Regions from separate parts of the Mus musculus genome. Here regions 1, 2, 3 and 5 are each linked to region 4. The links are chromatin contacts, called in public HiChIP or PLAC-seq and promoter capture Hi-C maps. All regions are on one chromosome and are shown on one strand. The core of a region is the stretch at or near the end of the contact, and the rest is flanking DNA. Distances in the headings are between cores, read along the strand shown. Region 1 overlaps Slc25a13 (solute carrier family 25 (mitochondrial carrier, adenine nucleotide translocator), member 13). Region 2 has its middle 19 kb from the start of Gm46983. Region 3 overlaps Dync1i1 (dynein cytoplasmic 1 intermediate chain 1). Region 4 holds the start of Sem1 (SEM1, 26S proteasome complex subunit). Region 5 overlaps Dync1i1 (dynein cytoplasmic 1 intermediate chain 1).

The links. Promoter capture Hi-C pulls out the DNA fragments that hold promoters and counts their contacts. HiChIP or PLAC-seq counts read pairs in DNA pulled down with a chosen protein or histone mark.
Region 1: an H3K4me3 HiChIP or PLAC-seq map of embryonic limb bud shows a contact between it and region 4, with 4 times the contacts expected there. The contact joins the enhancer-like site here to the promoter of Sem1 in region 4. A contact is called at or near these places in 5 of 39 promoter capture datasets (cranial neural crest, frontonasal cranial neural crest, liver and 1 more), 1 of 484 Hi-C or Micro-C datasets (nephron progenitors), 11 of 115 datasets of contacts at active chromatin or transcription factors (bone marrow-derived macrophages, cardiomyocytes, differentiating embryonic stem cells and 4 more) and 2 of 9 other capture datasets (embryonic stem cells and macrophages).
Region 2: a CTCF HiChIP or PLAC-seq map of the NIH/3T3 cell line shows a contact between it and region 4, with 5 read pairs. The contact joins the enhancer-like site here to the promoter of Sem1 in region 4. A contact is called at or near these places in 6 of 39 promoter capture datasets (the 3T3-L1 cell line, 3T3-L1-derived adipocytes, cranial neural crest and 3 more), 1 of 15 datasets of contacts at CTCF or cohesin (the NIH/3T3 cell line), 1 of 484 Hi-C or Micro-C datasets (Sertoli cells) and 1 of 115 datasets of contacts at active chromatin or transcription factors (epiblast stem cells).
Region 3: a contact with region 4 is called in a promoter capture Hi-C map of hippocampal neurons, with 3 times the contacts expected there. The contact joins the enhancer-like site here to the promoter of Sem1 in region 4. A contact is called at or near these places in 10 of 39 promoter capture datasets (the 3T3-L1 cell line, 3T3-L1-derived adipocytes, cranial neural crest and 5 more), 3 of 484 Hi-C or Micro-C datasets (the MC3T3-E1 cell line, cortical neurons and palatal mesenchyme) and 7 of 115 datasets of contacts at active chromatin or transcription factors (astrocytes, embryonic basal ganglia, embryonic forebrain and 3 more).
Region 5: a promoter capture Hi-C map of embryonic stem cells shows a contact between it and region 4, with 4 times the contacts expected there. The contact joins the enhancer-like site here to the promoter of Sem1 in region 4. A contact is called at or near these places in 9 of 39 promoter capture datasets (cranial neural crest, embryonic stem cells, frontonasal cranial neural crest and 5 more), 5 of 484 Hi-C or Micro-C datasets (cranial neural crest, nephron progenitors, pre-hematopoietic stem cells and 1 more), 14 of 115 datasets of contacts at active chromatin or transcription factors (cardiomyocytes, craniofacial prominence, embryonic basal ganglia and 7 more) and 2 of 9 other capture datasets (embryonic stem cells and macrophages).

Annotation. Positions count from the first base shown.
Region 1 is chr6:6,036,818-6,041,848 of GRCm38.p6, forward strand. Slc25a13 (solute carrier family 25 (mitochondrial carrier, adenine nucleotide translocator), member 13) reads right to left here. Exons shown (of 18, transcript NM_001177572.1): 18 at 4,401-5,031. Among named protein-coding and RNA genes, the nearest start is that of 1700019G24Rik, 62 kb to the left of the region's middle. Within about 2 kb of position 2,319, at least 31 of the 459 cell types and tissues checked have an H3K27ac peak or open chromatin away from gene starts, as enhancers often do. A contact at or near this core is called in differentiating embryonic stem cells and embryonic limb bud, where this site is marked.
Region 2 is chr6:5,622,529-5,627,851 of GRCm38.p6, forward strand. No RefSeq gene overlaps it. Among named protein-coding and RNA genes, the nearest start is that of Gm46983, 19 kb to the right of the region's middle. Within about 2 kb of position 1,788, at least 22 of the 459 cell types and tissues checked have an H3K27ac peak or open chromatin away from gene starts, as enhancers often do. A contact at or near this core is called in the NIH/3T3 cell line, where this site is marked.
Region 3 is chr6:5,852,898-5,858,269 of GRCm38.p6, forward strand. The region is part of intron 6 of Dync1i1 (dynein cytoplasmic 1 intermediate chain 1); the gene reads left to right. Among named protein-coding and RNA genes, the nearest start is that of Gm34527, 36 kb to the left of the region's middle. Within about 2 kb of position 2,839, at least 4 of the 459 cell types and tissues checked have an H3K27ac peak or open chromatin away from gene starts, as enhancers often do. A contact at or near this core is called in hippocampal neurons, where this site is marked.
Region 4 is chr6:6,575,825-6,581,115 of GRCm38.p6, forward strand. It overlaps Sem1 (SEM1, 26S proteasome complex subunit), which reads right to left and starts at 2,834. Exons shown (of 3, transcript NM_009169.2): 1 at 2,655-2,834. The coding sequence starts at 2,730.
Region 5 is chr6:6,017,614-6,022,439 of GRCm38.p6, forward strand. All of the region lies in intron 16 of Dync1i1 (dynein cytoplasmic 1 intermediate chain 1), which reads left to right. Among named protein-coding and RNA genes, the nearest start is that of 1700019G24Rik, 43 kb to the left of the region's middle. Within about 2 kb of position 2,433, at least 4 of the 459 cell types and tissues checked have an H3K27ac peak or open chromatin away from gene starts, as enhancers often do.

The DNA.
Region 1 (5,031 bases), core at 1,069-3,568, 540 kb before region 4:
TACAAATCCGAGAACCCTATCCTTTAAGAGGAGTGTGCAAGGGACCATTGCAAGAGCTAAGGCCGGCAGAGCTAAAGCTAAGCTTTAGGCAGAGGAATGGGATATGTGCTTTTAGTGTTGTTTACTCTTGACTTGTTTTTCTCTATCTTATTGTACAAGTCTGTTCTGAGAATTTGCATCAACTTTAAAATCACCATATTAACTCTTCCACCCTTGAAGAGTGTCCCACCAAAACAACTGTAGGCACCAGAGCCTTGGTGGCCAGACCAGAGTAAAGGGAGGCGTGTCTATGACCCAGAAGTCAGCTTGAGACAAGCACAATTGCTGCGTCTTCCTAATTTTCCTCCAAGAGTTATCCAAGGGGACTGTGGTTTTGCCTTAAGCAAAACCCCTTTAACATCCCAGCATCTCAAAGCAAACAACATTATTTTATTAGGTACCCCAGCAGATGAAAGCAAGTGTTCCATTTGGACTCTTCTCAGGCAATTAATGCATTAGCTAAAGACAAACCTTCCTGAAAAATCAAACCACTGTTCTCAGCAGCCTCCGATGGATTTGGGGAACAGAGAGCAAGCTTCAAATGTGTAGTCACTGATAAGAGAAATGATTCCCAACTCACCTCAAGCCTAAAGTAACATTCCACATGAAGGAGAAGATTTTTTTTAAAACAACAGTTTAATTTTTCACAATGACCAGGGAATTTAAATTCATCCTTGAGCTCATGTCATTCTTCGTGGCTCACAGAAACAAATTATTAATAATTAAAACCTATTTTACAGCTATGTTGATTTAATAGAAGATTGACTTGTGATTTCTTTTAAAAAAAAGTGTTTGATACTCGGGACTGTATCAATTGTCCCTCATTTCTGGTTTTAATGCCAGCAGCAGAAAGGCCCTATCAGGGACAGTGTGGAAGTCAGTCTGATAGCACAGCCTGTGTCCTCAGCCTGATGTCACAAGACTGTATTTCCAGGTATTTGGTCGATTGAGAGGGGTATATTAACAGTTTCAGCGTGTTTGAGCAACTTGTAAAGGCCATGATTCAAAATTTTAAAAAAGAGAAAAGGGCTGGAGTTACAACTCAGTAATATAACATTTTTATCCAAGGCCAGAGGGTTTAATTATTTAGTATCATAAAAACCACCAAAATATAAGAGACATGGTGGAGGAAAAAGCATTTATTAAAAATTCACCCATTCAACTGTTCCTTCATGCATACCTCAGAATGATAACTTCAAATGTCCGTGGTCTAGAATGGCCTTTCCCTTACAGAAAGCCCTGTTTAGGTTTCAAGGGAGAGGCTGCCACTGTTGAGAAACACACACACGAGGATGTTGGTAGGTATCCGAGACAGGAAGAAGCAGGCAATTCTGTCAGTACATTTTGTCTTAATACCAAAGGCTGAACCTTTGGGAGAAAACTGTGTCCCATCTGCCTCCCCTCCCCCAGGTAAGACAAAAGGCACACACGCCTTTGTGGAAGACGCTCGTGGAAAGAACATTTTAGAAAGCTCTGGAAAAATCCACATCCTGAAAGCATTTGATTACCCAGAATTGAAAATGGGATTTTAGTCAGTGGCAAGAGTACAAATTCATGCCTACAAGTCTGGCTTCTGCGGTCAGAGGCACACGAGGGGTTGGAGGGAAGGTTAATTTGGAAGGCAGATAAACTGGAGCCTAAGACAGATTCAACAAATATTATCACTGAAGTGCCCCCATCCTTGCACCTGAAGCGTCCCGACATGCCGTGCATTCTGAATACACAGTCTGAGGAGGCTACAAACAGTTTCAAGCGCAATTTGTTCCTCGGTTTTTATTCCCTGCACACCGAGTTATGTGCCGCTAAACATTTCCAGAAGACTGTCAAAACGTAAGCGTCCCGAGGTTTACACAGGCCACACCATTAAATAACATATAAGCACAAAGATTTAAACATTGTTTTCCAGCAATGCTAAATATTTTCGCTAAGTAAAAACTGAAGCTTGAAATGCAATAAGCATTTAAACGACTCTTTTCTCTGGGCCAGAATTCTTACTTTTCCCTGTGCGACCCTGGCTGCTGGGATTAAGGCGACCCCAGGGAGCTCCGCAAATGGTTGTGGGTTATGAGGTGCAGCAGGGGCTTGGCGACAGCGCGCCACCCAGCTTCAAGAAACCCAGCCACGACTGGAACCCAAGAACCAGTGTGTTCACTCTGTGGTCAGCTTCGCATTTTCTCTTCTCCCTGGAAAAAAATTAAAAAGGCTGCTACGAAAAGCAGGCCTGTCTCCCCCGCCTTCCAAGCAATCACTGGCTGAGCCAAGCACAGAGCTGCAGGGCTCCAGGGCTCTACACTTGGGAAGGCATGGAAGCACACAGGGGCGACATGCCTACTGGGCCTTTCCCTTAAAGAGGGACACCGTCCAGGAACTTACTGTAGCAATGACAGGAGCCACGCCGCTCCAAACATACTGTGCTGTCACTCTGGGGAGAAGAAAAACCCAGAACAAATTTCACGTGGTTCTTACCGCATGGTGATTGCAGGCCAATTCTAGGCCTGTTACAGGCATGCCACCCACTGAGCAGAAGTCATGGAAATTAGGCCTCCTTCAAAGGCTCTCAAGTCACTGCCTCCTGAGCAGAAAAAGTCAAGGATTTCAAAGAAACAGGGACAGTGTGATCCTATCTCCTACTGGCTCTTGGGCCTCTGCTGGCTTCTTCTTCTTCCTCTTCCTCTCCCCCTCCTCCCCCTTCTTGTTTCTCATCCGTTCCTTCATTCATTCATTCATTTATATATTCACTTTACATCCCAGTATGAACCTCCCTCCTTCCCCATTGTGGAATCACCCTCAGTCCCAGGCAGAACCAAGATGTTCCCCCATCAAAACCAACAGTTCATAAAGGGATGGGTGGACTATGTGCTTTTGATGAGATCTGGGCCAGTGGGTTTTTTTTTTTTTAATCAAAATCTGATCTTTTATAAAATTTCCAACAAGTGTCAAAAGGGAGTATGAGAACTCGGGCTCCCAAGCCCAAAGCTGGGACACTGCATTTTATACCATCCTCAAACTGATACCTGGTCTTCGAGGTTGCTATGTAGTAAATACCACGTTTGTCCCATTTCTGGTAAAGATCCACACCTTTAACAGGCGTGCAGATCAAAAACTCGTGGGTGATGCTGAAGATTTCCAGCTTTAATTTAACTGCAGGGACAGGGATGGAAACCTTCAGGGACTAAGAACACTCACAAACCCTAGTAAATCAATCAGCATCACCTTTGGGTAATGAGTGCTGTTGACAGTAATCACAAACTTGTAAGATTTGCTTCTTTTCCCAAGTCATCACAATGAGGCGAACACTAACAAGGGTTGGATACAGCGAAATTTGCTTCTGGTATAGCCCAGTAGTAACTTACATTACAGGTATCATAGCACAGATCTTATGGCCAACTTCCACTGTAGCTTTATGTTACTTTACTCATCGTGAGAAGAAACTGTAGCAAGTTGGGCTGGGGAGATGGCCCTGTCAATACGGTGTCCACTGTGCAAGTTTGGGCCCTGAGTTTGGATCCAACACTCACATAGAAATCCAGGGCAGAGGCACTCACATGTTACTCAAGAACAGGCAGTATGCTTGGGATAAGGCACAGGTGGATCTCTGGAGCTCATTGGTCAGTTAGGTCACCAAACTTACAAGCTTTAATTCCACTAGAGCCTCTCAGTAATTAAAATGGCAAGAGCAAGGAAGCCATCCAGTGCTAAAGCCTGGTTTCCATACATACATGCATACATGTGCACTCTTACCCAAGCACTTACAGATAAATCTACTCCCCCATGAGCACACATGCTTCCCAAACACACAAATTGTCTTAAGTATTAAAGATGTTTAGGGTGAGCTGGAGAGATGGCTCAGAGTGTTAAGAGCACTGACTGTTCTTCCAGAAGTCCTGAGTTCAATTCCCAGCAACTACATGGTGGCTCACAACCATCTGTACTGTGATTTGATGCCTTCTTTTGGTGGCTGGAGAGATGGCTCAGCAGTTAAGAACACTAACTGTTCTTTCAGAGGTCCTGAGTTCAATTCTCATCACAACCATCTGTAATGGGATCTGATGCCCTCTGCTGATGTGTCTGAAGACAGATACAGTGTACTCATATAAATAAAATAAATAAATCTTAAAAAACAACAACAAAATGATGGTTCGGGTGAGTGTATCTGTCCAGTAGTTCTTTCTTTACTCAGAGTGATGAGATATATGTTCCCCTACTCATTCTGAGACAGGAAAAGGAGCCCATGCATTACTCCGAAAGCCAGCTTCAATGGGAACACAATGTCCCCAAACATGGCATGAAGAGTTGTCAGAGTCCACTAATGACAATATTTTTGACATTTATCATGGAAACACACAAGAGCAAGCAATCAATAGCTTTAAAAATAGTTTATTTTTCCCTTCACAAACACACAAGCCTCTGACCATGATACAAGGCACCCCAAATCAATTATAAACTTAGAGCATATCTGTCTGACATGATTCAAGAGAAAGTTGATTTTTAAGGCAAAAGGGTGCCAACCATGGGGACTCGAGGAGGGTGGTACCAGCAAAAAGGGGTGTCTGTTATTCTTACAGTGTCTGTTAAAATTGGAATCAGCATGTGTTCATCATATACATATTTATTTCAAATCAGTACACCCAGGAGCAGAATTGTGTTTCTTCTGTCTCTATAATAAAACGGCCCAAAGCACTTCCTTAGCATTCGAGACTTTTCCCTAGTAGACTTGCTATAGCAAGAGAATATGATTGCTAAACATCCTGAATGTGGTTTTCATTATGAAAAAACATGTTTCACATAAAACCTTCATAATATAATCCAGAGGCCAAATTTGTGCATGTTTAAAATTTGAGTCCAGGCTAGATATTTGGGTTTTTTTTTCCTTTCCAGTGTTTTTCATTTTTATAAATATATACTTTGCTTTCTACTACTTTAAACATACTCAGAAGTCTTTTGGAAACCATGGCCGCCTTTCAGTAGCATTAGTGAGACCATCATCCAGGT
Region 2 (5,323 bases), core at 538-3,037, 950 kb before region 4:
CAATAGGATCTTTATCCTATTTAAGCTAGTTCAGGCCCCATCAACGCACCACCATCATGCAGGATGGTTTGTGGGGGGCGGGGGTACCAAGTGTCTATCGGGGCAAACTTTATTGTAAGCAGCAAGCAGGGAATACACGTGCAAGCAGCTAATTGGAAAGCTCCTGAGGCCTTTAACATGATTGGCTGGTGTTGGGAGTCAGATCATAAACTTAACCTCTGCTCCCCTCTCCATTGGTGGACATTAGGAAGGGGATGGGCTTGTAACCTGGGGGTGCAGGTTTGTTGGGGATATAACCAGGAGACATTGGTTTTGTTGGGGTTGTAACCTGGAAACTCTGTTCTTGCTGAGGATTAGCCTAGAGACTAGAGCTAGGCTCAGGTTCTGTTGGGGGGCAACTTGGAAACTAATGCTAGATACCAGCCTGTTAGTCTACCTAAGTTTAAACTTAGGTCAGCTTCTCTAAAATGGAGCCTGAATTTAAAAGCTTTGGCATCTCAGTCACAGAAGGCAGGGAGAGACGGACCTGGATGTGAGAATGGAGGGTGAGGGGCATGATAGGGCATGTGGGGGAGATACAGGAGACTCAGAGAGCCAGGAGAATGAATGGAAACCTACAGCTCCCAGATCGGGGTGTTGGCATGGCCTTGGTGGGGACAGAATGACATGGTTCCTGCTCCTGGGACAGAGACTGAGGGTGTGGACCTCCACATGTCTCAATGGCTGCTGTGGGTGATGGCTGCTGTGGGCGTAGGGCTTGTTTGTTTAATAATGTATATATTTTACAGTCCTCTCTGTTAACTCTATGCTAATCACAGATAGCATAAGTCCAGGAAGTGAAGGTATAGCACATGTCTTAGAAAAATGGTAACTGTTGGAACTTTTAGGACAGCCCTTACATCTGTGGAAAAGTCTTAAAACATTAGCCTAAAAACATTAGTTCAAAAATAAACAATTTCTCAAATACGCAAAAATATAAGGATGGATCATGAGTTGTATAAGAGGCTTTACATAACTAAAGGAACAGAGGCAGCTCTACTTTGAGCCAGTTAGAAAGATGTCAGAGACCATACCGTGAGAAAGAGAGCCCTTCACAATCTCCCACCCTGACAGGCCTAATGGCCTCATGCTAGGAGCTGGTTGTCACTCCCTCCTCCCTGTTCCCTTCCTGGCACCTGAGGCTGTAAAAGCTGAATTGTAGTCCCCTTTTTCCTATCTCTTCCTGACTCTCATGACTTCCAAGGACATGAGTTACGCGCTGAGCCTGGCCTGACATCTCAAAGCTGTTAAGGAGGATCTATGTTCTGGAGATAAGATGCAGAGTACCCGCCTTCTGAAGCCTGACTTCGGCCCTCATGTCAGCAGATGCCCACTTCTTTGTTCTTTGTAAAATTCCCCCTCGACCCCTCCCTATTCCCCAAGATGTATGCTTTAAAACCAGGCACCTCAGCCTAATAGACAGAGACCTTGATAGGTGCAATCTACTTAGTCATCCGCTTCTCTTTTCTCTTCCAATCCCATTTCCTTACTGTTTGCCGTCCCCCTCGCACCCACGATAACTGAATCCCGAGGGACAGGATAGAAAGATATACAAAGACAGGCAGATAAAAATGCAGGAAGATTCCTGAGTTCAAGGTCAGCTTGGGACAGAGCTAATTTAAGTCTAGGTGTGGTAGAAATGGTAATTTTCCCACCCTTGATAGCTTATCCCTCTGTGGTTAACAGTCCAGCAGATCTCTGAATTCCTTTGCAATGTTAAAAGAAAATGTGTGCTTGCTGTCTCCTGAGAATCAAGGAGCTGGGTCACAGGATGCTGATTCATAGGTTAGTCAAAATAGACCACGGAGTAAATGACTGGCTTGATATGTAAAATAAAAGACTGGACTTAGGATCTGTAAGAGATGTCTTATGCAGAGAATTTTTTAGAATAGTGAGAGAGTACTGCTTGGAGAAATGTCTGGAGCAAAGCATTAGAGCTACTTGGAGATCTCCACGAAAAGCAGATCTGAGAAAGCAGATCTGAGAAAAAGAAAGCAAAAGAGAGAGAAATCAGGCTGGAAAGCTGTCACTATCAGAGGGTTGGCTGCCAGCTTCTACCCAAGATTTGACTTCAAGTCATTTGTATCCCCGCTCCCAGACATCCCTTCTCTCAGAACCCCTCTTCAAGCTGAGGCTGGTCCTTGGCAGGGAAAGTCTTGAGGATGTCCTAGAGAGATGGGGGGAGGCTCCTAGAAGTCAATGTGGGTGACTTCAGCCTAGATACCTAATGGTGGGGACGTGGATCCTGAAGAGGCCACCTCCAGGCAGGACCCCAGTAGAGGATAAAGACACCAGCCCAACCACAAAACTTTTGATCCAAAATTTGTCCTGTCTAAAAGAAATGCAGGAACAAAGATAAAGCAGACATTGAAAGAAGGGCTGACCAGTGACCAGGCCAACTTTAGACACATCCCATGAGTAAGCATCAATCCCTGACATTATTAATGATACTCTGTTATGCTTGCACACAAGAGCTGTCCTCTAAAGACTTTACAGGGACTGAAACTGATGCAGTTACCCACAGCCAAACATAAGACGGAGGTCAGGAACTCTTATGGAAGAATAAGGGGAAGAGTTGAAGGCCCTGAAGGGGACGGGGACCCCACAGGAGGGCCAACAGAGTCAACTAAGCTGATAGTATCACTTACTGGTGTGAAGTGAGAACTTACTGTGGCTTTGACTCATGTTTCTCTGATGATGATGACAATTGTTATCTTTGTTGTTTGAAACATACCTACTGGTTAATTGTATGCTGTCGTTTGAATAATGTCTTATGAACTTTTGCCTGTACTAGACAAGGCTGCCCACTTTTTCCCTACCTATTCAATATAGTCCTTGAAGTCCTAGCCAGAGCAATTCGACAAGAAAAGGAGATCAAGGGGATACACATTGGAAAGAAAGAAGTCAAAATATCACTATTTGCAGATGATATGATAGTATATATAAGTGACCCTAAAAATTCCACCAGAGAACTCCTAAGCCTGATAAACAGCTTCAGTGCAGTAGCTGGATATAAAATTAACTCAAACAAATCAGTGGCCTTTCTCTACACAAAGGATAAACAGGATGAGAAAGAAATTAGGGAAACAACACCTTTCACAATAGTCACAAATAATATAAAATACCTTGGTGTGACTCTAACTAAGGAAGTGAAAGATCTGTATGACAAGAACTTCAAGGCTCTGAAGAAAGAAACTGAAGATCTCAGAAGTTGGAAAGATCTCCCATGCTCGAGGATTAGCAGGATTAATATAGTAAAAATGGCTATCTTGCTGATAGCTATCTATAGATTCAATGCAATCCTCATCAAAATTCCAATTCAATTCTTCACTGAGTTAGAAAGGGCAATTTGCAAATTCATCAGGAATAACAGAAAACCTAGGATAGCAAAACTATTCTCAACAATAAAAGAACCTCTGGTGGAATCACCATGCCTGACCTCAAGTTGTATTACAGAGCAATTGTGATAAAAACTGTATGGTACTGGTACAATGACAGACAGGTAGATCAATGGAATAGAATTGAAGACCCAGAAATGAACCCACACACCTATGGTCATTTGATCTTTGATAAGGGAGCTAAAACCATCCAGTGGAAAAAAGACAGCATTTTCAACAAATGGTGCTGGCACAACTGCCAGTTATCATGTAGAAGAATGCGAATAGATCCATTCTAATCTCCTTATACAAAGCTCAAGTGGATCAAAGAACTCCACATAAAACCAGAGACACTGAAATTTATAGAAGAGAAAGTGCAGAAAACCTCGAAGATATGGGCACAGGAGAAAAATTCCTGAACAGAACAGCAATGGCTTGTGCTGTAAGATCAAGAATCGACAAATGGGACCTCATAAAATTGCAAAGCTTCTGTAAGGCAAAAGATACTGTCAATAAGACAAAAAGGCCACCAACAGATTGGGAAAGGATTTTTACCAATCCTAAATCAGATAGGAGACTAATATCCAATATATACAAAGAGCTCAAGAAGCTAGACTCCAGAAAAATCAAATAACCCTATTAAAAAAATGGGGCTCAGAGCTAAACAAAGAATTCTCAACTGAGGAATTCTGAAGGGCTGAGAAGCAATTGAAAAAATGTCCAACATCTGTACTGGCTGGTTTTGTGTGTCAACTTGACACAGCTGAAGTTATCACAGAGAAAGGAGCTTCAGTTGAGGAAATGCCTCCATGAGATCCAACTGTAAGGCATTTTCTCAATTAGTAATCAAGGGGGAAAGGCCCCTTGTAGGTGGGACCATCTCTGGGCTGGTAGTTTTGGTTCTATAAGACAGCAGACTGAGCAAGCCAGGGGAAGCAAGCCAGTAAGGAACATCCCTCCAATGGCCTCTGCATCAGCTTCTGCTTCCTGACCTGCTTGAGTTCCAGTCTTGACTTCCTTGATGATAAACAGCAATGTGGAAGTGTAAGCTCAATAAACCCTTCCCTCCCCAACTTACTTCTTGGTCATGATGTTTGTACAAGAATAGAAATCCTGACTAAGACAACATCCTTAATCATCAGGGAAATGCAAATCAAAACAACCCTGAGATTCCACCTCACACCAGTCAGAATGGCTAAGATAAAAAATTCAGGTGACAGCAGATGCTGGCGAGGATGTGGAGAAAGAGGAACACTCTTTGATTGCTGGTGGGATAGCAAGCTTGTACAACTACTCTGGAAATCAGTCTGGTGGTCCTCAGAAAATTAGACATAGTACTACTGGTAGATCCAGCAATACCTCTCCTGGGCATATACCCAGAAGATGTTCCAACTGGTAATAAGGACACATGCTCCACTCCTCAGCTATTAAAATCAATGAATTTATGAAATTCTTGGGCAAATGGATGTATCTGGAGGATATCATCCTGAGTGAGGTAACCCAATCACAAAAGAACTCACTTGATATGCACTCATTGATAAGTGGATATTAGCCCAGAAACTTAGAATACCCAAGATACAATTTGCAAAACACAAGAAAATCAGGAAGAGTGAAGACCAACACGTGGATACTTCATTCCTCCTTAGAATAGGGAACAAAATACCCATGGAAGGAGTCACAGAGACAAAGTTTGGAGCTGAGATGAAAGGATGGACCATCCAGAGACATCCAGGCCCCACCTGGGGATTCATTCCATAATCAGCCACCAAATCAGACACTACTGCATATGCCAGCAAGATTTTGCTGAGGGGACCCAGATATAGCTGTCTCTTGTGAGGTTATGTCAGTGCCTGGCAAATACAGAAGTGGATGCTCACAATCATCTATTGGATGGAACACAGGGCCCC
Region 3 (5,372 bases), core at 1,589-4,088, 720 kb before region 4:
AGTAGAAGGGTGCATGGTCAGGGTACCAGGTGTGGTAAGCTTTGGATGCCTGGTCATGATACTTGGAGCAGTAATGTCCAGTGCTTAAATTATGGATGTTTATAGTTTACAAACCTGGGTTCAAGTTCCTTCTCTACCATTCTCCAGTTCAATGAGCATGGAAAAGCTCTCAAACCTCTTGCCTGTAGAGTCAAGGTACCAATAGCATCTTCTCAGGTGGGTGTTTGAACAGTAAATAAGATATATGCATACATCACACTGCTGCTTGTGATCAGTGCATAATAAATGGCGGGCTTCATCATCTGCATCCATACCTTCTTCTCCCTGACCACTATTGATTAGCATAGGGTGTGGAAGCTGTGGAGTCTGTTAGGTTGGAAGGCGACCACAGACAGTACCATGACAGCAGTGCTGCAGTGCTCTGACTTTCCAAGGAGGCTGAGAAAGGATTTTCCTCCAGATGCAGACGCAGCTCAGCTGGACTCAGCCAATAGCAGGACGAACGAGTGCTGAGCATGATCCAGATGTGGGCAGGGGAGACGTAATAATCCTACTGCTGTTAAAGATGACAGAGAAGACTGATAGAAACTAGAGAGAGCAGCCACTAGTTAAAAACAATCATTCTGTCAATGATGGAAGCAAAATGGGCAGAAGCCAGAAGAAGCTCTGAGACAGGAAAAGGTAGGCACAGTTAGGACAAAGCGCAGCCTCAAACAAGGCAGCCCAGGGAGAGGCAGTGAGCAGCCCTTCATGCAGCTTAGATGGACTTTCTCTTCTGGCCCTAGAGGGCACTTGCATGCAAATGGTACACACAAACTCAACTAACTGTAAATCAAACAGCCAATCAACCAATCAACAAAGACGTAAATCAATCTTTTTCAATGTCACTAAGATAGCTCTTTTGGCATGCTTGAGATAGTTACCCAAGAAGGTTGCTGCAGTAGAATAAGCCTGGCAGGTCCTAACTGCTTTAGCTTCCTGTCTCGCCATGCCATCATTCTCTCTTGCTTCTGTGTAATAACTCTTGCCTAAAAATTTCCATTGGAGCCAGGCTGGTGTGAACTTTTAAATAACCCTAACAATTAGCCAAATAAAGCTCTTTGTTTTGTAAAGTTACCCAGCCACGGGCCTTGTGTTACAGGAGGAGAAAATGAACTGATACAAATCCAGAGAAGCCTCACAGAGGCAGTGCCTGTGTGTGTTGTACGCTTCTTCTGGGGGTCAAGGCTGCTGACCAGAGGTGATGGGAGAGATGAATGCACAGGAGGGGCAATATTCCCCACACCTGCGTGACAGAGATCAGGCTCATAAGAGAATCTGAGGCCCAAGCTTCTATTTAAGGTCTGGCTGAAGTGGCAAGGAAAATAGCAAAGAGCCTGAGCGTGCATCAGAGTCACCTGGAGAGCTCCCTCAGTTCCGACTGCTGAGACCCATCCTTCACAGGAGGCCTGAGAAAATGGGCACATAGTAGGTTTCAGGACAACACTTTGTAGGGACACTATTTGGAGAGCCACAGTGCCAAAAGGTCTACACGGCCAAGAAGATGAACAAGGAGAAAAGGTGCGGCTTGTGTTTCAAGCTCACATCAACTAGTTACACACGGCTGATGAGAGCACTCTGGAGACTAGCAAGGGCGCTCCTTGTTCTGATCTGCATTTGAGATGTCCCCACCCAGGCTCATAGCCAAGCTTGTTCTCCATCTGGCGGAGCAACTTTGGAAGGACTTAGAACCTTCAGGAAGTGCAGCCTCCCTGGCAGAAATGTGTCACCAGCAAAGAACCCTTGATGGCTATATCCGGGCTCCTAGTTCCTTCTTCTCTCCACTGCCTGTTCCAATGTGATGGGAACAACCCCTGCCACCTGCTCCTGCCAGGAATCAAGCTGCTCCGCTGTGGCTTTCCTGTCACAAGGGACTGAAACACTGTGAATCGTGAATACAGAGTCTTTCATCCCTTCTATTATTTCTGTCTACCATTTCTGCCATGTCAGGGGAAAGATAAGTAGCAAAGCCCATGACTCTGGGGCTGGGCAATCCGTGAAGATGTCATCCAAACTGTTCTAAGGTCTCCACTCATCAGATGAGGGCTAGAGAGATGGCTCCGCAGTTAGGAGTACTGGCTGCTCTTCCAGAGGTCCTGAGTTCAATTCCCAGCAACCACATGGTGGCTCACAACCATCTGTAATGGGACCTGCTGCCCTCTTCTGGTGTGCCAGGGACAGCTACAGTGTACTCATATACATGAAATAAGTAAAACTCAAAACAAACAAAAACCTGCACATCACAACCAATATCCATCCATGGAGCAGCAGCCGAGAAACTCGAATCCTCACTTGAATCGTGCATGTGCCCTACTTGTAAGCCTTTCAGCTTTGACCTGTTCTGTGGCCAGAACTATATACAGATATCCCACAGTATCCTGGGAAATTGGTTTCAGAACTGGCTCTCCCCCCCACCCCGCCCCCTTGGACACTTAGGTCTGGGCATGCAGAAGTTCCCTACAGAAAAAATGGTGTAGTGTCTGGATGCTACCTGTGTACACCCTACCACACTCTTTAAATTGTGTAGGTAACTCACAACATTGAACACAACACAGATGTTCTATATTATCTGTGAATCTTTGGGATAGAGATTAGCTTTGAAATTATGTTCTGTCTATAGTCTATTAGATGCCCCAATATAGAACTCCGAAATATCAGGGTTCCTTTGTGACTCGATGTTAGCCCCAGCCTGCTTTGCATTTGTCAGATGAGCTAGACAGCAGGCAGAAGCACTAATCTGTCACTCCCGGAGAAAAACAACCCAAGCTCGCTGCCTCTCATGGCCGTGTGCTTATGCTCATTTCCTCTGCTCTGGGAAGCCTGGAGTCCTTCCCTTGGCAGGACGGGCCTGGCTGCTATCCCTACACATCCCCTACTGTTTCCATAGAAAGAATTTCCCAACCTTCTTGTGTATTCTTTTCTATTTTGGTTGTTTTCATAAGATGCTTGTAATGATTTTGTGGGTTGCAGATTAAGAAAAGGAAATTTTTGAAATAGGACGTTCAAAGGACATGCCTTACCCATATTAGGTCAGCTGTGCCATTCCTATGTGTGGATAGAACATTTTCACCCCTTAATAAGATTAGTAACTGAAGATGATATTAGTCACAATATGAAATAATGTTCCCTTTTAAATGTGATGATCGTTCTGATTTATTTCCCCATCTGCGAGATGAGAATGATAATTACCCCTTTGAAAATATCATATGGTCAAATTAGTTAATGTTGGACAAGCATTTCAGAATGAAGATACCTAATAATTTATTAGTGGCTCCGCTGGCATGCAATTTGAGAATGAAGTCTGCCTTTGAGGAATTGGCGCTTGTGTTAATTCATGTTTTCCTTAAATTCCATGGAGCTCACGAATGTACTCTCTCTCTGGGTGCCAGCCATACCCAACTGTGGCACATGGCCTTGTAGCCTTTGCCCAGCTGTGGCACATGGCGTTGCAGCCTCTGCCTGGAGAAGACATGTCTGAGAGGGCAACAGTCTGGCAGTCAGGATCTGAAGTAGAGACTGAGCAGATAAGCCACTCACATACTTCTTAATTTACTGCTTTCCTTTTGATTAAAAGACTTTTGTTTTTCATTTGTGAGGAAAGGAGAAATCTCACAGCACCTCATTTTCTGCTGTGTCCCTCGAGAGCCCTAGACCCATTCATGACCTTGGACAGAACAATCCTATGTCTCAAATGAGACAGGAAACATGAACGCTCATCTTCATTTACTCCCTTCAGTGCTAGCTTGATAGCAGAGCACTTCCTAATTCAGAAAGCAGTATTTTCTCTATTCACAAAGGAATCTGTGGAGAATAAACATTTAATTTCCAATACATAGTGATGGCTGTCCCTCACTAAATTCTGTATTCTGGAAGCTCCAGCTGGTCTCTATACATCAAGTCCGAAAAAGGCTGTGGCTGGCAAAAATTCATATACCTGTGTAGAGGAAATGTTGGTATTTGACCATGTGTCTCTCTGGTCCTTCACTTTCCTTATTAACATATATTTTCTAGACCCCAGGTAGGGTGTTATATTTCTATACATCTCTACAAAACAGTATGAAGCAAGGTAAGAGAAGTTATCAAATATTCAATGTGGGTTTCTTTCCATGGCTCTATGATAGATATCAGTCAAGGGAAAGTCACGGGTTCACAGAATGGAATACTTATTTGTCAAAAAATTAAAATCTAAAGGTTTTACTTTTTACTCTGTAAATTTATGTATGCAGCTTCCTACACCAGCAATGTCAGAATAGTCCCCTTGACCAGTTTTCCTTTAGTAGCTCTTCAGCTTTCGTGTGTCATGCCAATAAAAAGACTCTGCACTGCCGAGGCGTGCTAAGGAGGCACAGAGAAAGAGGGGAATCGGGGATGCAAGAGAGAGTGTGGAGGGTGGGCACACAGCGAAGCCGGGTAGATATATGTGTGCAAATGTGTATACAAGCAATACACACCATGATAACAACAGTTAGGGCACAGGACGGGTTCCTGTGCAGCTCACAGGCAGAGGAAATAAAGTGCCTGGCAGCTCACTCACTCAGTAACAGGAAAGGTGGGCGGCAGGGGACTGGACTCCCCAACAGGAAGAGAAAGTATACAACTGCTTTTGCTACTTTAAGTCAGTGCACCCAGAAAGCCTCGAGCTGTTGTCTCTGGGAGGATGTGCCTGGAGCTGTAGCACTCTGCCTGCCTGACAGAGCATTTAGGAGTTACACTGATCCCCCACATTTGAAATACTTATTTAAGAGGGAGCAGTCACTGATGGGAATAGTTGTAACTAAAAATCTTGCTCAAGTACTATATATATATATATATATATATATATATATATATATATATGTGTGTGTGTGTGTGTGTGTGTGTATATATATGTATATATATATGTATGTATGTATATATATATAAATTATATATATATACATACATACACACACATATATACATACACACCACACATATATATGCATATATATATATATATATATATATATATACATGTGTGTGTGTGTGTGTATACAATACTTTCCATTTAAAGTCCCTTGGTTGTGGGCTTTGGGACTTCGGGACCAGTAAAAAGCTCCTTGTTATTGTTCTAGATGTGAAACTGGGGATTTGTATGCAGATCCTAGGGAATGGGTGTGAAATTGGTTTAAATTATGTGAATTTCAGGAATATCACTATGTCTTTATTTGTACAGTTGCTGATGAAGAAGAATTTTAATTTGAGTGTTTATATGTTTTTTAAAAAGATAAAGTAGACATTTGCATGCTATAAACCACATTTTCTCATCTTTCTGACAGACTTACATTACATTTAGAAATAGCTAAAGTTTCTCA
Region 4 (5,291 bases), core at 1,584-4,083:
TCAAAATAAAATTTATCTTTCTTTAAGATCACTAAATTGAAATTCCATCTAGCAGGTTCTTATCTGGGAGGAGCTGTAGCAACAACATTCCCGAAAGACAAACTATGAAAACAATTTAATGACTTGCCTGTGACAAGCTCCACAGTGTACAGTCTACACACAGCCCAGAGAGTGGCCAGCCCCACTTTGGCACACTCTCAAGTAACAAGACTCTTGCAGTAAGACATCCTATAAATGGCACAGATAACTCCAGATTGGTCTAACAAGAAAATGATTCATTTACTCTATTAGTGAGTTTGCCAATTTTTCGTAAAAAGCAATCATAAGAAAAAGTGAGTTTTCCGAAGGGAAAGCACTTGAAAGTAAATCTGGGTATAAAAAAACTTAAAAGACAACTCAAATACTGAAGGATTCAAATTCTAAGAGGTGTTTCTAACATCTTCCCAAATAATGCAAATGCCAAGACTGGTGGTCCATGAACCACATGTCAACAGCAACAGAGAATCTGTATCAGAACAACACCAAAAAATAGGAAAGAACATGTTTACTCTAAAACAAAAAAGGTCTTCTGGGTTTTTTTTCTTTTTCAGATTTTATTTCTTTCATTTAGTTTTTAATCAAAGATTTTAATTTGTAAATATTCACTAATTTTACCCAGTGAATTAATCTTTATATACAGCAAAAATCTTCCTAATATGAATTAAGGCTATGTATCTGTTAACTAAGGAAGAAACACACATGCATAACAAATCATTTAAAATGTTACTTCTCATTCTAAATATAAAGATTCCCCAAGGAACTAGACTCTATACACTCTAACCAAGACAACAAATTTGGAAGATCATTAAATGACACCGTCCTTACACTAAATCTTTTGTGCGTTCTTTTGTCTTTAGACTCTTTGCTTTTCCTTAACATCGATGAGATGTTTAAACATAATACAACTGTCAACACACTCAACAGACTACTGCTCAAAATACAGGCTCTAAAGGACAGACAGTACACTAAAGTTGACAAAAGGTGCTGAAAAACATCTAGTACATCATCAAGCTGACAGTTACCTCTAAATTCTTTCCTAGGTTCTCAGCTATCTAGTTATTTTAAATAGAGACTTGCACTAAAGGTGAGGGTTAAAGTCTGGGTGGGTGCACTGGTCAGAAAGACCTTTTAGATTCTGAGTTAGAGACTTAATGGCAAGAATTTATCTTTATTTTTTAACACGTGAACTCTATTGCTTCAAGATTAGATGCTTGACTCTACAATGCAAAGCAAGTGTCTTAACCGTGCAGCTTGTATGTAATAAGGGATAAGGACCATCTGAAACAAGTAGTTGGAATAAGAAATCTAACCTGCCCTCACTTAGCCAATTCTACCACAAAGCTCTGTTACAGGATTATTAATGAACCTGAAAACAAAACATCAGACTGAACAAATAAATTTATTACCAAAACAAAAGGTAAACTATCCCATCATATATTATAGACTCCTAACTCAGAGGAAATATATCTTCTGAATTGGTTTATGAGGTTGCATAATATACACACTAATGTTCTCTTTCACTAAAACTAAAACACTACATTATACTTAGACTAAACGTTCCTGTGATGTGATTTTATGCGCATTGAGATCATGGTGGGGTAACTAAGTACAATTTTTGTCAAGTGATAATTGCTTGATGCCACGTATGTGCACATGACTAACCACAATTCTCTTCCTATGGTCTTCATGGAGACACAGTCTAACTCACTTTTTAGAAACAAGGTAAAATATTTGGGAAATCTACTCAAAACAATTAGCCAATAAAGTAATCAATTTGAAAAACTAATATGGCAAAAAGAGGCCTAGCAAACAGAAGATAACTGCTGAAGTTAAGGACTTTGGTGTAAATTAAGGCGTCTCAGTTTCACCATTTCCGGACAGTGTTGACACTGGGCCTGTTTCTCCATTGTTCCAAACTTCTGTTTCCTTACGTGAATAATAGTAAGTACATTAATACCTACTTCCTATATTTGTGGAAATGGATTGTGCCAATAGAAGCGAAGCACTCACGTTCCCAAGATCATAGCAGGCTCTTCCAACATTAGCTATGTTATTACCTACAATGAGAAAACTAAAGCATCCCTAGCATTGAAGTTAGTTTCGAAGGCAGATGGTTAAGACTTTTATAAAGCTTGGGTTAATTCACGTGACCGTAAATGGAGAGAAGCAGAAATTGAGGCAAAATCTGTAATGAATACAACACACACGAACGACTCTATCATCCCACTTCTCGGGGCTCATTCGCGCTATCCGAGAGGTACACAGCACTGGCTGCCCTGGGCAACAGTGGGACTCTGAAGTTTACTACCAAGGGGAGGCTTGGAAACCGAAGCAAAACAAGAGACTGTGCAGATGCGGAGAGTCCCGGGTTGAAGTTAAAGGGCCACAAGCTCGCAGCACCGTGGGCCCAGCTTCACCTGGTTCCTCCCAGCGACGAGGCGCAAAACACTGGGCCGCGCCATGAAGCGACGGCTACCGGGACGCGGAGGCCGAGGCCGGGGCCCCCGGAGGCCGCGCCCGGATCCGCGCTGCTGGGCCCAGCTCATTCCCGCAGAGAGCAGGCCCGGCGCCGCCCCACCGGAGGCCCCAGGCCCAGCGCGCGGCCTGGCGGTTACCTTCCGCGGGAAACTCCTCGAACTCGTCGTCCTCTTCCAAGAGACCCAAGTCGACCGGCTGCTTCTTTTCGGACATCGCGCCGCGCCAAGACCCAAGCTGCTCGGACCGGCCGCAAAGTCGGAAGCCTCAGTACTCCGGAGGCGCCGATCCTGACAACGCCGGCGCAACCATAGAGACGAGAGGGAAAGAGCTGCGGGGCAGCGCGAGGAATGCTGGGACAGCGAAGGTCCTCCCAGAGCGTCCTGCGGTTGTAGTAGGTCCTCCCGTCTTGAAACAGTGAACTGTTTTGTTTTATAGTGTGTTCGTTCGTTTTATTATTCATATAGTTGCCTACGTGTGAAAGATTTACAGTGTATTAAATTACTAAAGGCCATTATTTAGCTTACAATCACTAACAGAAATCTGGAAAGATAAAGTAACATAAGTTAAGAGCTTATTACATTATTCCACTACTCAAACCTAGCCTTGAGCATGCTGTTAAATATCTCCACATCACAGGGAACCCGGGACCAAAGGCAGCCAGAGGCACTCATATGCTAGACAATTCTGACTGTCCTCCAACCTTTCCTTTGTGCTGTGCTCCTTGACCTTACAATTGTGTTCCGTAGGGTTTCTGTTCTAACTAGTTGACAGGTTGATGTAAAAAATAAACAAGTAAAAAAAAAAAAAAATGATGTAACGTTGTACTGTTGTTCAAAAGATATGATTTGGTTTTGCTTTCTTTGTTTTAATTGTGACCCATGGAAAAGAACAAGACAATGAAAGATAGGAGAAAAGTTAGTGTCTAACCACACAGTAACACGTATTTGCCAGGCTAATAAATCTGTGTTCTATTGCATCTAAAGGGCTCTTATATGAGGTACTTAATTTCTCTTTAGTATAATTTATTTATTTTCAGCACCACACTTAAGGCTATACATATAACACACATAGTTACAGGTGCAAGAATAACTCTATTTGATATATAAAAATTGAAGAAGGTCTATAAGCCCTACTACTGAGGAAGTTGGGGCAGAAGGCATCCTTGGATACAATGAGTGTAAAATCAGGCTGGACAACTTAGTGAAACTGTGTCCCTAAATTAAAAGTAAACAGAGGGCTAGAAATATATCCCCAATGGCTCACTACCCCGTGCCAGAGAATTTTTAAAAAAACATGGGAAAAATGTTTGAACAATTTATGGATATAAATATGAATATTGTATGTTTTTTTAAAAAGATATATCAGAAAGTAGAAAGTGGAACATATTTTGTAAAAAATACTTTATTTTATACAAACACTCTTTCCTAATTCCATTTCCATTGCTATGATAAAATACCCCGGCAAAAAAGCAGCTCAGGGGAGAAAAGCTCATTTGGCTTATAATTCTAAGTTGTACTCCATCACTGCAGGAATGTCAAGGAAGAAACTTGAAGCCGCTCTCACATCCACAGTCAAGAGCAGAGAATAAATGTGTGCTTGCTATTTGGGTGCATCGCTGTCTCTAAGCTTACACAGTCCAGGATCCCTTGCCTAGGGAATGGCTAGCCCATAGTGGGCAGGCCTTTCCATTCCAATTAATGTAATCAAGACAGTGAGTGATAGATATGACCATAGAATAACCCAATAGTGGTTACCTCTCATTGAGACATTCTTCCCAGATGATTTCATGTGCCAAATTAACAATTAAAACTAATCATTACACTATGATTAGTTTCCTGGTCAAATATTTATTCTTTCTAGATCTTTAAGATTAACTCACCCTGAAGTAAAACCGGAATGTCTTAAGAAATAGGGACTCTTCCCTAGTCAAGTGCACTCTGGATACTTGAAGCTAGCTCTACTGGGATTTTATTCCTATTATGGCAACAAGACAACATGAGATCCCTATAAAGTGTTTTATATTGGGGGGAGGGGGGTTACATCATAAATTAAAAAAAAAAACTTTTATTAACAGTAAGTATGTCATACAATGTATTTTGATCATTTGGTCAATTCCAAGTCCTTTTCCTGACTCCTCAAAGAACGATTCTACCTCACTCCCCAATTTTGTGTCGTCCTTTTCATTTTAACAACTCCTCACCTTCAGTTTGCACTGTCTGAATCCGCCTGGATGTAGGGCCATCCATTGTTGATTATGTAGAAGCGAAACCTTCAAAGAAAACTGACTCTCTTTGCCCCAGGAACCATTAGCTGCCCATAGTTTCTCAGTTTGAAGTGCTTCCCCTTCCAGCTGATGCCTACCCGACGGACTGGTTCTTGTGCAGGCAAACAGCTATTTTGAGATCAATAAGTACAGCAGTCCTGTCATGTTCAGAAGGCACTGTTTAGCTCTAGTCCTCTGTGACCTTCGGCTCTTACAATTTGTCCACTTCTTCTATGATAGTTTTTGAACCTTGGGGAGGAGGTGTGACATAGACGTCCCACTTGTGGATGAGCATTCTGCTGACACTTTAACCTGTTTCTTTGACCAGGGACTGTCTGTCCCAGCTTGGGGTTCTTGGCTAGATTGGCAATGTCCGGGATATGTTTTCTTCTGTGAGCAGGCTTCAATCGCATCAGAAATAAATTGGTTACCTCCATGCCATTGGTGGCACTCTTGTACCCGGGGGCATACCTTACCGCACTGTTCATTACTGAATCTCACAGCATTTACA
Region 5 (4,826 bases), core at 1,183-3,682, 560 kb before region 4:
TTAAAATGATTGGAGTAAAATAATGTATAATTATAATTTTAGTGTTAACTTGATTTCTCCTGTGCAAAGTGCATAATTTTTAAAAGAAAGGAAAAGGCACTATGAATTCCAATAAAATTACTTATTTTATAGTAAGTATGGTAGCAGCCGCTTCCATTTGATAAGTATATGTGTAAAAGACCGTGATCATAATTAGATTAATTACTATATAAATTGTGTGCTTATTGAGGTAGCATTTGGTTTATGAAAATGGGTTTACAGTATTAAAATCTTTTCAAGTGCATTTTTTTTCCAAAATTGATACAAAGTACTTACAACTTTCATATTTTGTGAGTGGTTGACTAAGTGGAAAGCCCTAATGTTAAGTTTATGTAAACCATGGTAAAATGTGTCTAGTGCTTTTCAACGGCCTATGAATATATACCTCCTGAAACCGATGGCAGCTTGACATTCTCCGTCTTCAGGATCTGTCTGCCATTTCTCAGTTGTCTTTGGTGGTTGTTTGAATGCTGAAGCAATTGTCATTAGACGTTAAACGTTAAACGTTTTATGACTGACAAATTGTATGAGTTTTATAATTGTAAAGCTTTGTGTTGATTGTTTTTTGGTTGGTTGGTTTTGTGTTTTGTTTTGTTTTGATTTGTTTTTGGCGTCTTGAGGTAAAGTTTTCTTGTTTAGCTCATCTGTCCTGGATCTTGCTCTGTAGACCAGACTGGCTGCAAACTCACAGAAATCCACCTGCCTCTGTTTCCCTATGCTGGGATTAAAGGCGTGTGTCATCGCTGACACCAAAACTGTTAAATTTTGTCTCAAAAAAGTGTCAATGAGAGCAGTTAAGTCAAATCACATCCTGCAAAGCCCAGTATAAAGGTCTGCCCTGCCAGGAAGAGAGACTCTTTGGTCTGCAAAAAACCTGAGACTTTTTGGTTTGGTTTGGTTTTTTGGTGTGTGTGTGTGTCCATGTGTGTTGGCATATCTAAAATAAAATATGAAATCAAATATCTGCTTCTGTGTTTATATATAAATGCATATATATCACATAGGTTGGACTTGAAAATGAGGAAGAATAAATGACCCATTATCCCCTTGTCAAGAAAGAATTAAACGTGTATTTCCTAGAATATCAGCTATCATAACATCTTTTACCTTGGATTTTTTTTACTTGAAATAAATTAATTATGTATCATTTAAGTAATAGCCAGTCTTCTGGTATTGTAGAAAAAACCTTGTCCCTTTTCCTAGTAGGCAGGCCAAACAGATCGGGAGCCCACTCCTAGGCTGTCTTCTGGTGACAAGGTAGTCATTTCCCAGTATTTAGATTAAATCTTTTATTCTTATTGACCTTGGCACTAAGCTCTCTTGAATAGTAATTGAACACCTTCTAGTATCTAGTATCATAAAGAGTCGACTTGTCTAGCAAATATAACAGCAAAGTAGTATAACCTTTGGAGAACCGAATCTGTAGAAACACACCCAGAGATAACGTCCTCCTCTGTTAAGGCAGGCACAGCGTGCCCAACACAGTGTCTGTCATATAACAGGAATGAATGAGTCCCGGCGTGAAGTGTGACGGGAGAGTTAAGCAAAAGCTTAATTGTACAATGCGTTCAGAATGCAGCCTCCAAACCGAGTACAGTCTGGTAGCCACAGGAAGTGTGACTGTATGTGCACAGAAAAGGAGTTTTAGAAAAGACTGTTTGTCCTTCCAGTCATTACCTGGTCTTCCTCCCTCCCTCGCTTTTAGAAGAGAGAGATTGCCTTGGCGGCCAATGCAGTGAAAACCTAGTAGTTGACTCAAACACTTGTCAACCGCTAGAAAAATGCTTCCTTTTCATTGTGGTTTTTTTTTTTTTTTTTTTGGGACACTATAGATATGATAAATCATGAACTGCATTATAAAAATACTTCTTTTATGCCCAAACATTCCGTAGGAGGAAATGACATTTCTTTTATTACCTTGGTAAATGTTTTTAAGGTGTTTAGCGATAAGCTTTCTTTTTGTCAAAACTGCTTAGATTCCGTGGTTGCTAGGAATTTACTGGAAAACCTATAGTCAATAACATGCGGGAAGAGGCAGCAGCATGGTTAGTCAGCTAATGTGGGGAGAGGCTTGTCTAGGAACCCTTTCTTTTTGCCCTGCCTCTCTCTGTGTGTCTTTTGTACTATGGAAAGGGAGGTGATTGGAGTTTAGGAAGTTTATTCTCCATCATTGTCCATCAGCCATTGTTTCCAGCACTTTCTGCATCTTTCGGGCTGAGAAATGGATTGTTCCCAGTAGTAGACAAAATAATAACATCCAACAATTTCAGGAGACAGGCAGCTGATATGATTTCAATATGTGCACAAGCAAGGGCATCTCTAGGGCTTGCCGAATGAGGTCTTTCTTTCTCAGCTGTTGTTTGGTTTTGGTTTTCTCTGCAGGAAAACACCTCTGGATTTTGGTACCCTTGCTTACAGGATAAATTTTAGCATGAAGAATAATTGTAACTGTTAATTTCTCAAGACAAGTGTTTAAATTGCTTATTTCCTTCCATAGTTACTGGCTTACTGCCACTGCCAGACCCGTATCTGTTACTATTTACTTTGTCTTTTATGTCTGATTTTCGTTTCTTACCTTATTAGGTGGGAAAAAAAAATAACGTTGGTTTGAGAAACATCACCCGTTTAAAGATAGAGGAAAAAGGGCTTTGGCAAACAGGTCCAGGTTAGAAAGCAGGTGACCTCCCTAGTAATTTTAACCTATTGACTGGCTGGTAATAGCAGGCTACAGAGCAGATGTGCATGCGTCCGGCTTTCCTGACTTCTCGGAAGCTTCTTCTAAGGCTAAGTCGTCCCGCCACAGTCTACCTCGTGGTGGAAGGCTGTAGTGTGTCTTCGCCTGTGTAGCTGCGTCCTGGCACAGGATTCTGGTCCGTGGTTTCCTCCGTTGCTAACAGGGACCTAGACCTTGCCTTTCTGAGAATTAAACACAGTGAAGCTGCGTTTATGTGAAGCGGGTCTGCCCGGCTGATCTAACGTGGCTGTTTCAGAACCTGCTACATCCCACTTTGCTCCCATCTGTGTGTCAAAAAGCAAAAAAACAAAAAACAAAACAAAACAAAAAAACAAGACAAAACAAAAAACAAACAAACAACAACAACAACAAAACAACAGGCTTTCTCTGAACACAGATGCATGTGTGCATGCCAGTGGGTTTCTGCTCTCCTGGATTTGGGTGCCATTAATATCTGTGGGTGGGTTTGTTTGGTTTTAACCTTTTGAGTCTAGAGGAGTTAAACTGTCATTCTGAGGGAATGTACACAAGCTTCCCTCATTCTGTAAGGCACTAGAAACAGTGTGCATTAAAATAAAAAGGTCATTTGTACAATATCTTTTTAGCAGAAAACTTTCCTGCTGGTGTTAATATTGAATATGACATCGTTCTCGTGTCTGTTCACTATCGGCGGTTCATGTTATAGCCCCACAGACTTTTTTTAAATGACTCCACTTAATTGAAAGATTACAAAGACACTGATGAACCACACATCCACAAAAGTATTTATCTTGAACCTAGAGACCACCTCACTTAGTTTTTTGGCCATGATTAATGGAACTGAGAAACTAATTGAGATTATGGAATATTTTTTTCAACCTCTTAATTATCCAAGGTTTTCCAACCATGCATTTGTAAATGGTGCCTGAGATATATTTTATCACAAAAAGATTCATAGCTAGAAGTGAACTGCAACTATTTAATGGAGTATAGAAATGATCCTTGAAACAGTCTTTACTGCAGCTATTTAAAATCAGCTGCTAGGGACTATAAATCCTTAGAATTTACTGAAAAATGAGGGAGACTTGACGGAGGACTGTTCAGAGCTGTTAGTTGTGTGCTTATAAAAAGAGGCACATGAATGATACCTGTGTGTTTAACCCCGATTATAAATAATCACTTGATTTTTATTACAATGTGTTCAACAATAATCCAGCCTTATAACCTGTGGTTAAAGTAGAATCCTGCTGCAGAAAATGCTGTAACAAAAAAAAAAAAAAAAAAAGAAAAGAAAAGAAAAGAAAAAGAAAAAGCTGCATTGAGATGCATTGGTCCCATGTGGAAAAATAATAGAGGTGTGGAGAATATTTGCATATACGTACACACACATATATATCTAGAAGTAATATATATATATTTAAATTTAATTTTAATGGATAATATAAAGCAACTATGACAAACTTCTCTTACAATCAAAAAAAAAAAATCTCTTTCTTTAGTTATCCCAGTAAAGTTAGCTATTTTTTTTTTAAAACAAACTATTTAGGTAGTCATGTGTAATATTCAGAGAAATAAAAAGTGCTTCAAGATAAAGTAAAAAAATGCAGTTCTAGAGAGGTAGGAAGAAGAAAAACAGGAGAGATAGAAGAGGAAAAGAAGCAAGGAAACGAAGGGAATAAACATGGAGAAAGAAAAATTAGAAGAAGGGGGTAAACATGGAGAAAGAAAAATTAGAAGAAGGGGGATAAACATGGAGAAAGAAAAAAAATAAGAGACATCATTTAACAGGGATTATAAGGGGCCAAGCACTGTGTTCATTTGTTTCTTTCTTACTCATGTTACTACCAGTCATTAGGTGTACTCTCAAATTTCCTTCAGCTAAATAAGGGAGATCAGAGAGGTTCCTAAGGACACACAGCAAAAAGTGACAAGCTGGGAGGGGAAAACAAAACAAAACAAAACAAAACAAAACAAAACATCATTTGGCTACTTTCTGTGGTGGATGAAAGCCAGTTCTGGCTTTATCTCCAGTTCTAGCTACTCTCCTGTCTGTGCCTCTTACAAGGTACCCAAG